Linked DNA regions of Mus musculus: regions 2 and 3 are each linked to region 1. The links are chromatin contacts, called in public Hi-C and promoter capture Hi-C maps. All regions are on one chromosome and are shown on one strand. The core of a region is the stretch at or near the end of the contact, and the rest is flanking DNA. Distances in the headings are between cores, read along the strand shown.

Evidence for each region. Promoter capture Hi-C pulls out the DNA fragments that hold promoters and counts their contacts. A called contact is a pair of places that touch in the nucleus more often than the background predicts.
Region 2: a Hi-C map of cerebral cortex shows a contact between it and region 1, with 2.1 times the contacts expected there. The contact joins two enhancer-like sites. A contact is called at or near these places in 16 of 39 promoter capture datasets (the 3T3-L1 cell line, the C10 cell line, the HPC-7 cell line and 11 more), 2 of 15 datasets of contacts at CTCF or cohesin (embryonic stem cells and large pre-B cells), 92 of 484 Hi-C or Micro-C datasets (3T3-L1-derived adipocytes, the AML12 cell line, the BV-2 cell line and 58 more), 24 of 115 datasets of contacts at active chromatin or transcription factors (the 230-238 cell line, the SCID.adh cell line, astrocytes and 19 more) and 2 of 9 other capture datasets (embryonic stem cells and liver).
Region 3: a contact with region 1 is called in a promoter capture Hi-C map of hippocampal neurons, with 2.6 times the contacts expected there. The contact joins the promoter of Popdc3 here to the enhancer-like site in region 1. A contact is called at or near these places in 4 of 39 promoter capture datasets (cranial neural crest, embryonic stem cells, hippocampal neurons and 1 more) and 2 of 115 datasets of contacts at active chromatin or transcription factors (embryonic forebrain and embryonic stem cells).

What each region holds. Positions count from the first base shown.
Region 1 is chr10:44,301,976-44,305,928 of GRCm38.p6, forward strand. It overlaps Atg5 (autophagy related 5), which reads left to right. Exons shown (of 8, transcript NM_053069.6): 5 at 1,592-1,754. Among named protein-coding and RNA genes, the nearest start is that of Atg5, 36 kb to the left of the region's middle. Within about 2 kb of position 2,171, at least 14 of the 459 cell types and tissues checked have an H3K27ac peak or open chromatin away from gene starts, as enhancers often do. A contact at or near this core is called in cerebral cortex and hippocampal neurons, where this site is marked.
Region 2 is chr10:44,998,952-45,003,338 of GRCm38.p6, forward strand. No RefSeq gene overlaps it. Among named protein-coding and RNA genes, the nearest start is that of Gm40639, 23 kb to the right of the region's middle. Within about 2 kb of position 1,795, at least 127 of the 459 cell types and tissues checked have an H3K27ac peak or open chromatin away from gene starts, as enhancers often do. A contact at or near this core is called in cerebral cortex, where this site is marked.
Region 3 is chr10:45,287,935-45,292,087 of GRCm38.p6, forward strand. Popdc3 (popeye domain containing 3) reads left to right here and starts at 1,371. Exons shown (of 4, transcript NM_024286.1): 1 at 1,371-1,641. Gm15934 (predicted gene 15934) reads right to left here and starts at 1,482. Exons shown (of 2, transcript NR_155869.1): 1 at 1,289-1,482.

The DNA of each region.
Region 1 (3,953 bases), core at 921-3,420:
TGAAAGTATTGCTTACACCCATGGAAGGAGTTACAGAGACAAAATTTGGAGCTGTGACGAAAGGATGGACCATCTAGTGATTGCCATATCCAGGGATTCATCCCATAATCAGCTTCCAAACGCTGACACCATTGCATACACTAGCAAGATTTTGCTGAAAGGACCCTGATATTGCTGTCTCTTGTGAGACTATGCCGGGGCCTAGTAAACACAGAAGTGGATGCTCACAGTCAGCTAATGGATGGATCACAGGACCCCCAATGGAGGAGCTAGAGAAAGTACCCAAGGAGCTGAAGGGATCTGCAACCCTACAGGCGGAACAACAATATGAACTAACCAGTACCCCGGAGCTCTTGACTCTAGCTGCATATGTATCAAAAGATGGCCTAGCTAGCCATCACTGGAAAGAGAGACCCATTGGACTTGCAAACTTTATATGCCCCAGTACAGGGGAACGCCAGGGCCAAAAAGTGGGAGTGGGTGGGTAGGGGATTGGGGGGGGTGGGGTGGGTATGGGGGACTTTTGGGATAGCATTGGAAATGTAAACGAGGAAAATACCTAATAAAAAAAGAGAGAAAAAAAAGTATTGCTTAGCTGCTTTAACAAGTGGTATTGCTAATAGATTGAATTTTTTTCACTTACTTGTAAGAAGTGCTTTAATCTAATGATATTCATTTACTGATAACCCATCTAGATACATTATAGACAGTCAGTGAATATTCTAACTAATGCAATTATAATCTCTAGAAAGAGGACCTAAGAATGTAGCTCAGTGGTAGGACACAGAGCGTCCTGGCTTTGGCCCTTAGAATGTGGTAGGGATTGTATGTGCAAAGTAATAAAAAGATACCTGCACACCTCAAGTGAATGGCTTCCTAAAGGGAGTCTTCCTGAGTGTCCTGTAAAAGTGAAATGAAATTTACTTTGCCATGTTTTCAATTTGGAAGATAATGAGAGTAAGCACGGTGTTACTCTGTCTGTAAGAGGTTGTTTGAGTCAGGAAGATAAGGATGTGTACACAATGGCTAGTGCACTTTAGGAGAGATAGAAATGTAATGGATCAAGGATCTGTTTGTAACTTCACTGTGGTCTTTACTCTCACTTGGGTGGATGTGAAAGAGATGCCCCACAGTGGGGGCAAGGCAGGGTGGCCGTGGTGCGGCATCTGTCACTCTCTGCAGTGCGCGTCCTTCAGCTGCCTTGACTGTATAAGTACCTCAGCTCTCTGTTCTATTACTGCCCTCCCTTGTCTCTTGAGTTCCTATCATTGCAATTTCAAAGCCTTCCTAATTGAGCTGGGCCTTCTGGTTCCAAAGGCCACACATTTGTGATTGCTAGTGTCAGTTATAGGTGTGATATCCTTAGGAACATACAAGAGGTAACTTCACAGATGAGGATTTTTGGGAACAGTGCAGATTGTGTCAAATGGGCAATAATTACTAAATTAATTTTTAAAATATTTGTAGCTATCATGATAATGAAATGTGGCATGCTGTGAACACTGGTGAGCGGGGAAATGTAGTCAATGTAGTTCTCCTGAGACGCTAACTTATGTCTGCATACTTGTTTTGTGTGTATTTCCTTTAATAGAGTTTTCCAGAAAAGGACCTTCTACACTGTCCATCCAAGGATGCGGTTGAGGCTCACTTTATGTCGTGTATGAAAGAAGCTGATGCTTTAAAGCATAAAAGTCAAGTGATCAACGAAATGCAGAAAAAAGACCACAAGCAGCTCTGGATGGGACTGCAGAATGGTAACTACACAGTGCCTGACTCCTGATTCTGTATACCGTAGTACGCAGCCATAGCCCTGTGAGCAGGTCATGCTTTAGCCGTATGAGTTGGCCCTGGCTACCAGGCCCAAATCCACACAGTATGTACTCCACTTCAGATCTGCACAGTCATCTCTTCCATTTCAGCTTGCCAGTGTTGCTGTGTTCCTGATTCTCTCTCGTAGGCTGGTCACTTATGATTTTAGAAAGAGTGTGGTCCTCATTTCTTAGACATGGCTCTATTTTGGATCATAGTTGGAAGATGAATGCATCCTGAAAGGTCTCTACTCACACCAGGGCTGCAGCTTCGGCCTCCGCTTCTTCACGGTAGTACATTTGCTCTGTGCTTGGCTTCTCCATTGCCACGCTGTGATTTCGACTCTGCCTGCAGGCTGGCTCCGTGAGTAAAGGCACTTGCCAACAAGCCTGACAGCCAGCGCTCAGCCTCCCACCCGTGGAAGGAGAGGACTAGCCCCGTGATTGTCCTCTCTCTCCATGCCATGGTGCACACAGATAGATAGACATAAAGATGCTGAAGTTAGCTATGGAGTGTTTGTGAAGGCAGCTGCTCCATCGTCTCTGTCTAGAAGACTGCCTCTCCTTTTCTGCCCGTTGAACTTCTCACGTCTTTACAGTGTCTATATGGTCACCTTTTGTAGGAAGCCTTCTGTTTGTAGTTAGCAATGTGTATCTAACTTGTCCTGACATTGCAGAGAAGGTGTGGTCCTCCAGCACCTGGGGTCACATAGCCAGCTCCTGGACTGCAGGCAGCAGGGTGGGGCTCCTGTACTTGGTGTGTGTGCCAGGGGCACTGCCCTGTACATGCCTTTTGTTCTCTGGTGTTCCTGCACTGCTGTTTTCTATCTTGCACTGCAGAATGCTCAAGGGGTTGGCATATATCTTACATTTTTATCCTCAAAACATGGTGTTACTTTCAGCGTAAAAGACATAAGTTTTGATTTACTTTTTTTTTTTTATCTCTTTCTCACATGACCAGGAAGTACTATTAAAGTGTTTCATAAATAGTGTAATATTCTTAGTTTAAATTATTTATGGAAATGGCTTTTTATATTTAAGGACTTTTTTTTTTTTTTTTTTTTTTGGTAACAAGGTCCTGATTGTGAGGTCATAGAGCTGTTGTCACCTTTGTGTCGATGTAGTTGTAAATTTGTCCAAATTCAAACAAAGCAGGTGGGCCACTGTTCCATTCAGAGCTGCACCTGGAGAACAGCAAAGCTAAGCACAAGTTTCAACGATTTTTGAATACTTTCAAATGCTAATTTTAATTTTGAAGCTCTCTGAAGGAGAAATAAGAAAAGCTTATGAAACCAAGAAAACTCATTTAAGGCATAATGTGCCTTTCAGTTTTTTATAGGCTTTCAGTTTAGAAACGAGAATGTGCCACCTCTCTGAAACAGTTAATGGTGACAACAGAAAAGAAAGTAGCATTTTTATTTATGGGACAGTTGTCAATTCATGTGGAGTATTTCTGTTCAGCGTCACACTGTATGGGGAGATTTGAGGAAATCACTAAAAGATTACAAGAATGGTACAAGGCTCAGCGTTTAGCCAGTCTTCTCTGAGTGTAGCTACTCCTTTTTCTGTTTGGGTTTTTTGAGACAAGTCGTTCAGCCTAGACAAATGTTTAGTCCCCTGCCTCAGCTTCCAAGTGATGGGATTGTGGGTATGCATTACCATGGCCGGAGTGAGTCAACACTTAAAAAAAATGATTTAAAGTTCCATACACTTGCAGATAAAAGTATGATTTAGCTGTTAAATACACTTAAAATTCCCATTACTTATAAAATGTTGTTAGCCTTTTAAATTAGCTTACAGTGTGCTATTTACCACACACACTCACCCCTTGATTGTTTTTCCTTTGTTGAGACAGGGTTCTAGTATATTCTGACTTCAACTTAGGATCCTCCTGCCTCAGTCTCTCAAATGTTGGGATTGCATACATGTGCAAACACTCGGCTCCAGTTTGCCATTTTTAACATAAAACTGGTTTTAAGAGGAAATAGGAATTATGCAAATAGACTTGGGCTAGGGATAGAAGACTTCTGTAAAGGTAAGGTGAACTCTAAAGGAAGAGAAGAGCCAGCTTGTATTACAGAGCCATGTTTCAAAATACAAGGCAAGAAAGCTTGGTTTGGGTCTTAGTCTCTGCACATTTCTACA
Region 2 (4,387 bases), core at 545-3,044, 700 kb after region 1:
TTAAGGTTTTTCATTTCAAAGACCTCAGCAGGCAGCAGTAAGGACATAGTCACAAGCTAACAGTGTGGGTCTGTGGTATAGTATATGCTTAATCATGCACAAGGCTCTGGATTCCATTTCTACCACCATATACACAGAAAAGAATCCATATCCGTGTATTAAGAGCTATGGGGAAAAAAATTAAAGTATTTCTTCGCACAGCCTGACCAGGAGAGGTTTACAGATGAGAAACAAGTTTCTCTTGGGAAGGGTGGACTAGAGATCTTGAAAAGGCCTCTATTTGACTCTCCTCCAGGCATCCGACCTCAGCCCTAGTACTGGTGTGTTTGCACAGAAACCTCCAGAAAGGACCTCAGCTCTCAAGACAAAAGCTTTCTCGATGAACTTTGAAGAACATGGTTCATAAATACAAGAAAGAAAAAAAAAAATCCCTCTGCATCACTGTGAAGAACTGACTCTGTTCCAAAATGAATTTATGATGAAAAGAAATATTTAAATTGAAATTAAAATATTAACATCAGGGCAAGGCCTGACTCATACAGCTATACCACAAACACTCTGAATACTTTCACATATCCCTGAAGTTAATGTATTCATATTTAGATTTGCAATATTGTGCTTTAGAATAATTTTAGTACAAAAATACCAAACTAGTCTCTTATAGCTTTGAATCTAGTCTAGTCACACACACACACACACACACAAGCAGTGTCACCCTGATCTCTTATTTAATGCTCAACATTCAAGGTACACAATTTAATGTTCATTGTGGATTGTCCATAGATTTATGATGGCTGTAGAGATGTTCATAAAATCTGAGCTATGCAAGGCTTTCGGCATCTGTCTCATTTTTATCAGAACCATAAAAATCATCACCCTCTTGTTCCTAGTCAGTCTTTCCTGCTAGATAATATAAACCAGAGAAAAATAACGTTGTATCTGAGTGTCTACTTTAAGTAGACTCTGTTGCAGAGGTGTGTGTGTGTGTGTGTGTGTGTGTGTGTGTGTGTGTGTGTGTCTGTCTGTCTGTCTGTCTGTCTGTCTGTCTGTCTGTGTATACAGAATAGTGATGGTATGTCTGGAAATGGAGAGAGAAGAATATTGAATTAAACTACATATGTTTGAGGATTAAACAGGCTCTGTACGAAGCTCTTCCTAGTACCAACTGTCTTATGAACCAGAACGATGCTGCTGTGGGGCACCACTCGTTTTAGCCATGCGCTGACCTGTCCTACGCAGGAGCACAGTCTCTCAAGTGTACACAGAGAGGGGAAGCAGGTGCTTCGACTCCCCAGCATCTGGTTTAAATGACCACAATGCTGAGAGCACCTGCAGCCAGCATTTCAGCCAAGTCTGGCCTCCCATTGTATTCAACTGTTCTTTCTGCCTTAAGCAAAAAAGGCATTGTTTATCTGATTTGCCAAAGGATCTCCGGGGAGGTGGAGAAAGACCGGACAAACAAAGCTAAAACTGAGCGCCAGTGGACCGCACGGGAGGATCTTGATTATTTGTGACTATCCACGGGGATCTTTCATCCTGACTAAACAGAGAGAGAGAGAGGAGGGGGCCCCACGGGGACATAGAGAGACAGACAGAGACAGAGAGAAAATATCAGCTGCATTTGGTGCTGCGGGTTTAAGAGCAGAGCAGAGAATAATCTTACTGAGAAGGTGGAGCTGTAGTTTGTGTGCTAAATGTTCAGTCTATGCACTTTCCACGTTCCTAGTTTAGAGCAACTACGCACTGAGAGAGCTGACTGCCTCTAAACGATGTCAAAAGCAGTAGTAACCTTGGTTCAGACTTTTCAAATCAAGGTATGAAGAGCAAATAAAACTGACCCACGGAGGGGGGGGCAGTTAGAGGGGGGGACAAAAACCAAAACCCAAAACAAACCTGTGGTCGATGTGTTAGAACCAAAATAAAATGACCAGTCGTATTTTCAAGAACACGGAAAATAAAGTCTTCCTGCGTAGTGTTTGCTTAGTAAATAATTCTGTGGAGCCCCTTTATTTCCTTTTTTCTTTTCTTTTCTTTGTGTAGAGCCCCAACTAGTGGGAGATTGGAAAACTGCACCTGAAGAGAGGCCATTTAAATGGAGGTGACCATTGGACTTCCGGCCAGCATATGAGCACTTTAGGACAAGGCTGATTTTCAGGTGTGAGACTGCAGACAGGTGCTAAGAGGGGAGGGTTGTGAAACTGCCTTCTTCTTAACTTTCTGCATGCTAAAGGGCAACCTGGCGCCGAGGAAAGCAAACACACTCTCTGGCATGTGAAATGACTCAGTGCACTCTAGCTACAGCTAATTCGAGAAAGGAAAATAAATTCTGAGTTCAGAACTTATATGCCTCAAAGATCTTTTTTAAAAGAAAGGGGACAACATCCTGTAACCGAAAAGAAAAAAGAAAAAACTGCACAGGCTGGAGGAAAAAGAGCCGGTTTCACATGTTAAATGAGAATTCAGTTAGAAATATTTTTACCCAGTTGGTAGTTTTTACTGAGAAGAGATAAGAATGTGCTGTGTTGTGATAAGAGGAGCTAGCTGTAGGTAGACCAGCAGGCCGGAGGCCATCATGCAGGAGAGATCAGAACTTCAATGAAGAATGAGACAGAAACGCCTAGAAAAGTGGGGTGTACTGTTCTGAACTCAGAATTTATTTTCCTTTCTTAAATTAGCATAGACAGAGTGTGCTGACTCATTTCACTTGCTAGAGAGTGTGTTTGTTTTCTAAGGGGACTGAATCTCAGGAGCTGCTGGGATTTTAAGTTTGTTTCTTTGTTTCTTCTTCCATCCTTTCAAAAACTCTCATTCTGCTCAATTGTTTTTAAAATAATGTTTCCTTTGACAAAAAGTGGCAATAAAATGCAGACAGCCTGGAAAGGCTATTAAAGAAATAATCCACGATGAGTTCATTAATTAAAGTATAAGAATGTGCATCAGGGGTTGTCATGCAGGCTTCAGGGTGTTTGTGGAACTCCCTAACAAGAAAGATCTATAGTGTGTGTGTGTGTGTGTGTGTGTGTGTGTGTTTCTGAATTCTCAAAGAATCCCATAAAAAACAAACAAACAAACAAACAAATCCAACTACACAGGAATCTGCACATAGACAAAAACCAACCACATTGTCATAGATGTGCCTCAGAGTGGTCTGACTTCAGAGACTGCATAGAAAAGCCCCACAGAGTCATCAAGCCATGTCTAGGGCATCTCACAGAGCAGATGCTAACCTCCAGAGTCACAGGCTTCCCTGTGCATTGTGCACTAGAATAAAGGTGTGGTGGGTGTCCTGCTTATACCTTGAGGGCATATGGGTGCACACAGTCCTCATCAGCTGCAGGGATGAACAACTCGCTCTCACCACTTCCCTCCATGTGAATGTACAAAAGGCCACTTATGCTCAAAATTTGAACATAGTAGTAATTATTTTTTTTTATCCCCACAGATTAGCCAGTAAAATTCAGAATTTAACCACAACAACAGAAATACCTTTAACTTTTAGGAGTCAAACACCTACTCAGTATACACAGTTGTTACAAAATATCAATTCAAGGGAGTTTTCTCTGCCACTTAAAGTTTATGGTGATTATTAAATAAACAGACCTTTGCTTCATTTGAAAAGGGATTTGTTTAAATACTACTTATTTGAAGATCATTAAGTCTCTGGAGTTCAAGGATATCGAGGGTGGTGACTGCCTCCCGGAGCTATCTAACTTCTTTTATGATGTCAGCTTTCCCAGAGATTTTATTTAACAAATGACTTCACTGTGGAGAAAAGCTGTCATATTAATCTATCTGTCCTAGCCTTCACCTTCCAGCCTCACTGTGATCATGTAAGAGAAGTCTGAGGGGTAAAGAGAGAACCCACACTACCCATTAGCAGTCCCCTGTCAGGTGGCACGTGATCCTGTGTCAGCACACTCGGCTCCTCAGCTGCGGACTCCCTGGTCTTTCCTTCTCAGACAGACACCACCATGATTGAAGTTTACAAAAGGCAAGCTGTACAGGGCATCTGACACTCTGCAAAGCTTGCCACCTTTTCTGTTTTCTGTTTATCTTTCCCTTTGCCAGAGTCTGTAAGAAGCTTTCATGGCTGAGAAAGTAAGTCTTTGAGTCATAAGAACAAGGTGAAGGTATTTAGAGGGAAAAAAAGCTTGCCAGGTTTAAAAAAAAAAAAACCTGTATTCCCTTACTAAGACAATTTTAAAACCTCAAATATTACAACCACAAACTGTTCGTGCAGATGAAAATGAAAGTAGGCCACTTAAAGAGAGTTTTGTCTAAACTAAAGCAAATGCATTGCGTCATTATTTTAAGCATTGGGATTAACAGGCTACCAAACGGTTTCTTTGAAATTAAGAAGGCAGCATTTTAAATATTACATCTGAAC
Region 3 (4,153 bases), core at 121-2,620, 990 kb after region 1:
AGGCAGAGGCAGAGGCAGAGGCAGAGGCAGAGGCAGAGGCAGAGGCAGAGGCAGAGGCAGAGGCAGAGGCAGAGGCAGAGGCAGAGGCAGAGGCAGAGGCAGAGGCAGAGGCAGAGGCAGAGGCAGAGGCAGAGGCAGAGGCAGAGGCAGAGGCAGAGGCAGAGGCAGAGGCAGAGGCAGAGAGGCAGAGGCAGAGAGGCAGAGGCAGGTGGATCCCTTTGAGTTTGTGGCCAGTCTAAACCATATAGTGAGTTTCAGAACAGCCAGGGCTGTGTGGAGGGACCCAGTCTCAAAACAAGAAAGCAAGCAAACAAACAAACAAACAAAGTAACTACTAAATCAATCAAACAAACAAACAAATAAACAAATTAACTAACTAATAAAATAAATTACCTAATAAAACAAATAAAAAACACGAGAAAAAAAAATGTCCTTCTTGGAGTCATCTCTACCAGAATGGTTATATAAAATGAAAATCAGCAAAAAGGATGGCACTGAAATCTTTAAGTTGTGTGTCTCATTTTTCCTCCTTTGGTCAGGTCCAAAGGAAACTCAGAGTTAACTGCGGTGCTATTAGCATATCAAAGCACTGTCTCCACCTTGCAAGTACCTGCTAGCATCCTGGCTAGTCTCAGCTCTTCTCACCCCACCCTCCACCCTAAACTTCTTTACCCCTGCTTTCCTTCGCCCAGCTGCGTGTTCCTACAGGATCCTGACATTTTGGTCGTTCCTTCTCTTGGCTTTTAGCTCTCCGCGATCTTTATCTACGTCTTCTCTGTCTTCTCTTCTTCTCTTCCTCACCCCCACCCCATGTGCCACCTTCGCATGGCCTGGTTCAGTCTGTGGCTCATATTCAGTGTTCTACAAACTCTCCCTGTTCTAGACTCTTTCAGATGCCTCGGGCTATACTCCCGCTAGTATCTACAGTAAAAACCTCCTCAAACACGACTTGGAAAGGTCATGCCCGTATTTATTCACAGTTACCACGTAGTTTGGTCTACTGAAGAAAATAAAAACCTCATAGAGGCAAAAATGCATGTGACACTTGCTTTAAATTGCCCCTCCCCCCCTTTTTCCTATTATTTGAACTTATGTGGCATTTGTGTTTTGTCTTTTATGATCTATGTCCTTTATCTTTTTTTTCCCCCTTTAACCAACCTATTTACTCACAAATAAACACTGCCCCTTTTCTGCCCAGTACACATATATATCCCACACCTCTCTGGTGATTTTTCTTGTCTGTGGCCGGGTGAGAAGGCAGATAGTTGCTTCCCGTGCTGGTGCTCACCTCCATCACTCTCCACCAAGGGTAGCCCAGGGTCTGGGCCGAAGACTGGTTACCATGAGTCTTTACCAACTTAGAGCCTCGCGAGTTCCGCACCCTGCTGGCACCCGCTGGCTGCCCGCCTGCCTCGGAGCGCGCGCCCGAGCCCGTCCCCGCCGCTGGGAGCGGCTCTGATCGGCTGCGCCCTGCTTGAGCGGGCGCGGGAGGACGCGTCCGGGATCCCGGCGGGTGCGGGCGGGCAGCGGGGCGAGAGCGGTTCGGACCGTGGGTTTTCGAGTCACCAGAGCCGCCTGCCACTGCTCACTCGGCTGGAAAGTTCTACGGGCTCCATCGGGAGCGTCGTGAAGGCCGGGAAGGTAAGCTGAGAGCCGCGCGGGAGTGGCAGCCCAGCAACTTCGCAGGGCTGCCCGGACCGGGAACGGGGAAAGGCTCAGACCCCCGTTGCGCGTCCCCTCTGTGCGCGCCCTGGAGCCCGGTGCGCGCCGCGTGGCTTGCAGCTCCCCTAGGGATCGCGGGAGAGCGAGCGGTCCTCCCCCCAACGAAGCTGCCAGACCAGTGCTCCAGAACCTTCGCGGCGCCCTAGGCACCTGGTGCCCCAAGGAAAATATTTCGAGAGGAAAAGCAGATCCTGGGGCCCTGGCAGGTGTGCGTTTCACCATGGGCGAGTCATGCCCTGTAACACTTTCCTTTCCAAGACTAAGACCCCAACTGGGGTCTGTGCAGTTAGGGCGTGTGGTAGGTGCTGGGGTCAAAGGGCAGCTAGACTCTGACCTGCTTTCTGTACTTGGAGATCCCCTTGCCAGAGAAAGAACGACATTTATACACCCCACATGTCATCTCATCATCAAGATTGGTTTTAGCGGTTTAGTTTTGAGAGTCTGTATTGTAGGAAAGGATCAAAGACAGTGTCAAAATGCAGTACAAAGATCGAGGGGGAGAAATTTCAGCCAGGTAACATCTGGGGAAAGTGAAAAAGAAAAAAAGAAAAAGAAAAAAATACTAAAAGGATAAACATTTAATAAATTAATGGAAAGTAGGTTTAGAATCCCACTTTTAAAAGAAAATTGAATCAAAAATAACAAAATTACCCACCCTCCTGATGTTTCTGTTTCAATTTGCACGCTTGCAAAAGTGCAATTAAACTTAGTGACAGCCTTGGAAAAAGTATTATTGGTGCCTGTTGTTGTTGCCTTTTGTGACTATTTTGTTTCCCTGCTCATTTTTTAATTCTAAAATCTATTGCACGAAATATTTATTCTAAGCTAGTACAGTAATTAGGTGTTGTCCTTCATGGTAGAAAACAACAGCAACAGAGCTATAGACACAAACAAAAAAAATGGACCTCAGTTTCCCCATTTGCAAAAATAAAGGGATTAATTGGTTCCAGTTTCCAAATAACCCGAGGTTCTTCTGTCCTGGAAAATCTGTGTGTGGTCTTCAATAGTTTGAGATACTAAGCCAAACTGAAATCTAAAGCATTCTCTGTTGTCAAAACTTTATGGTTAAACAGGAGGCATTCAATAGTTAAGCTTATTAATCCAATTAGTTTTTCAAAATAGCTGAATCATTGTGTAGCCTGTGCTTGAGAATGCTTTCGTTCGTTCTATGCTGTTGATGTCACAGGAAGCCAAGATCCCAGAGTACAATCTTCAAGGCTCACGTGGACAGCTACAGCCCCTCTGTCTGCTCTTTCTGACCAGGAGAATCTGGAAGCATTCGCTATGATGTGTAACAAAGCAGATTTCAAAACTGCTTTGGAAAATGTCTATGATGGATATGCAAACCTGTTGAGGGTTTTTTTTTTTTTTTTTGTAATTATACTGTTCAGCTAGGGTTATGAGTGATACAGAGTTTGATTGAATTTACCTGTGGAAAAGAGGAACATATTAAATTACTAATTACATTTTTTAAAGGAAAGAGGGAAAAATCCTCCTTTATCTAAGTATAGAAATTGGGTAAAATATGTTAATGGAAAAATTATTATTGGTATTAACTAAAATAAATAACTAGAACTTGATGGATTAAATCACCTGGAGTACAACCATGGAGAGTCCTCCTCCAGCCCAGGGAGTCCTCCTCCAGCCAGGAGATGGGTTAAATCACCTACAGTATAACCATGGGGAGGCCTCCTCCAGCCCAGGGAGTCCTCCTCCAGCCCAGGGAGTCCTCCTCCAGCCAGGAGATGGGTTAAATCTCCTGCAGTATAACTGTGGAGAGTCCTCCTCCAGCCCAGGGAGTCCTTCTCCAGCCCAGGGACTCCTTCTCCAGCCTAGGGACTCCCCCTCCAGCCAGGAGGATCCAGGGCTAATTCACACAGATCTACAGTGACTTGTTACTTTGTGTTCTTTAACAGAAATAACCCCCTGAGGCTGTCACACTGAGATTGGCCAGGATAGGACTATCAAGGAAAGGGGTGTGGAATACTGTCAGGAGAGAACCAGCAACTTCCTGAGCTTATAGGGGAGTCTCTGGGACCTGAGAGCAGATACTCTCTAATACAAGTTCTTAGAAGGGTCCGTTTTTTTTTTTTTTGTTGTTTGTTTGTTTGTTTTTTTGTTTTGTTTTTGTTTTTGTTTTTTTTTTTTTTTTTTTTTTTTTTGTCAAGTTGGCTGAATAAGGAAGGGCAGGAAAAAGCCAACCTCTGAATGTGCCAGTGATGCCACTCTCCTGGGTCTTGAGAGCTCTGACCTAATGTTCATTCCTGGATGGGTTTGCTGGTGACATTATTGGGAGGTGGTAATGGTAGGAGATTGGCCTAGTAGGACTGTCACCGGTGGTGTGTCCTTGTGGCTGTGTCTTAGCTGGACTCTTCCTGCATTCCCCCTGGATCCTAGTACACCATCTACTTTGTCATGCCACGCCCACTGT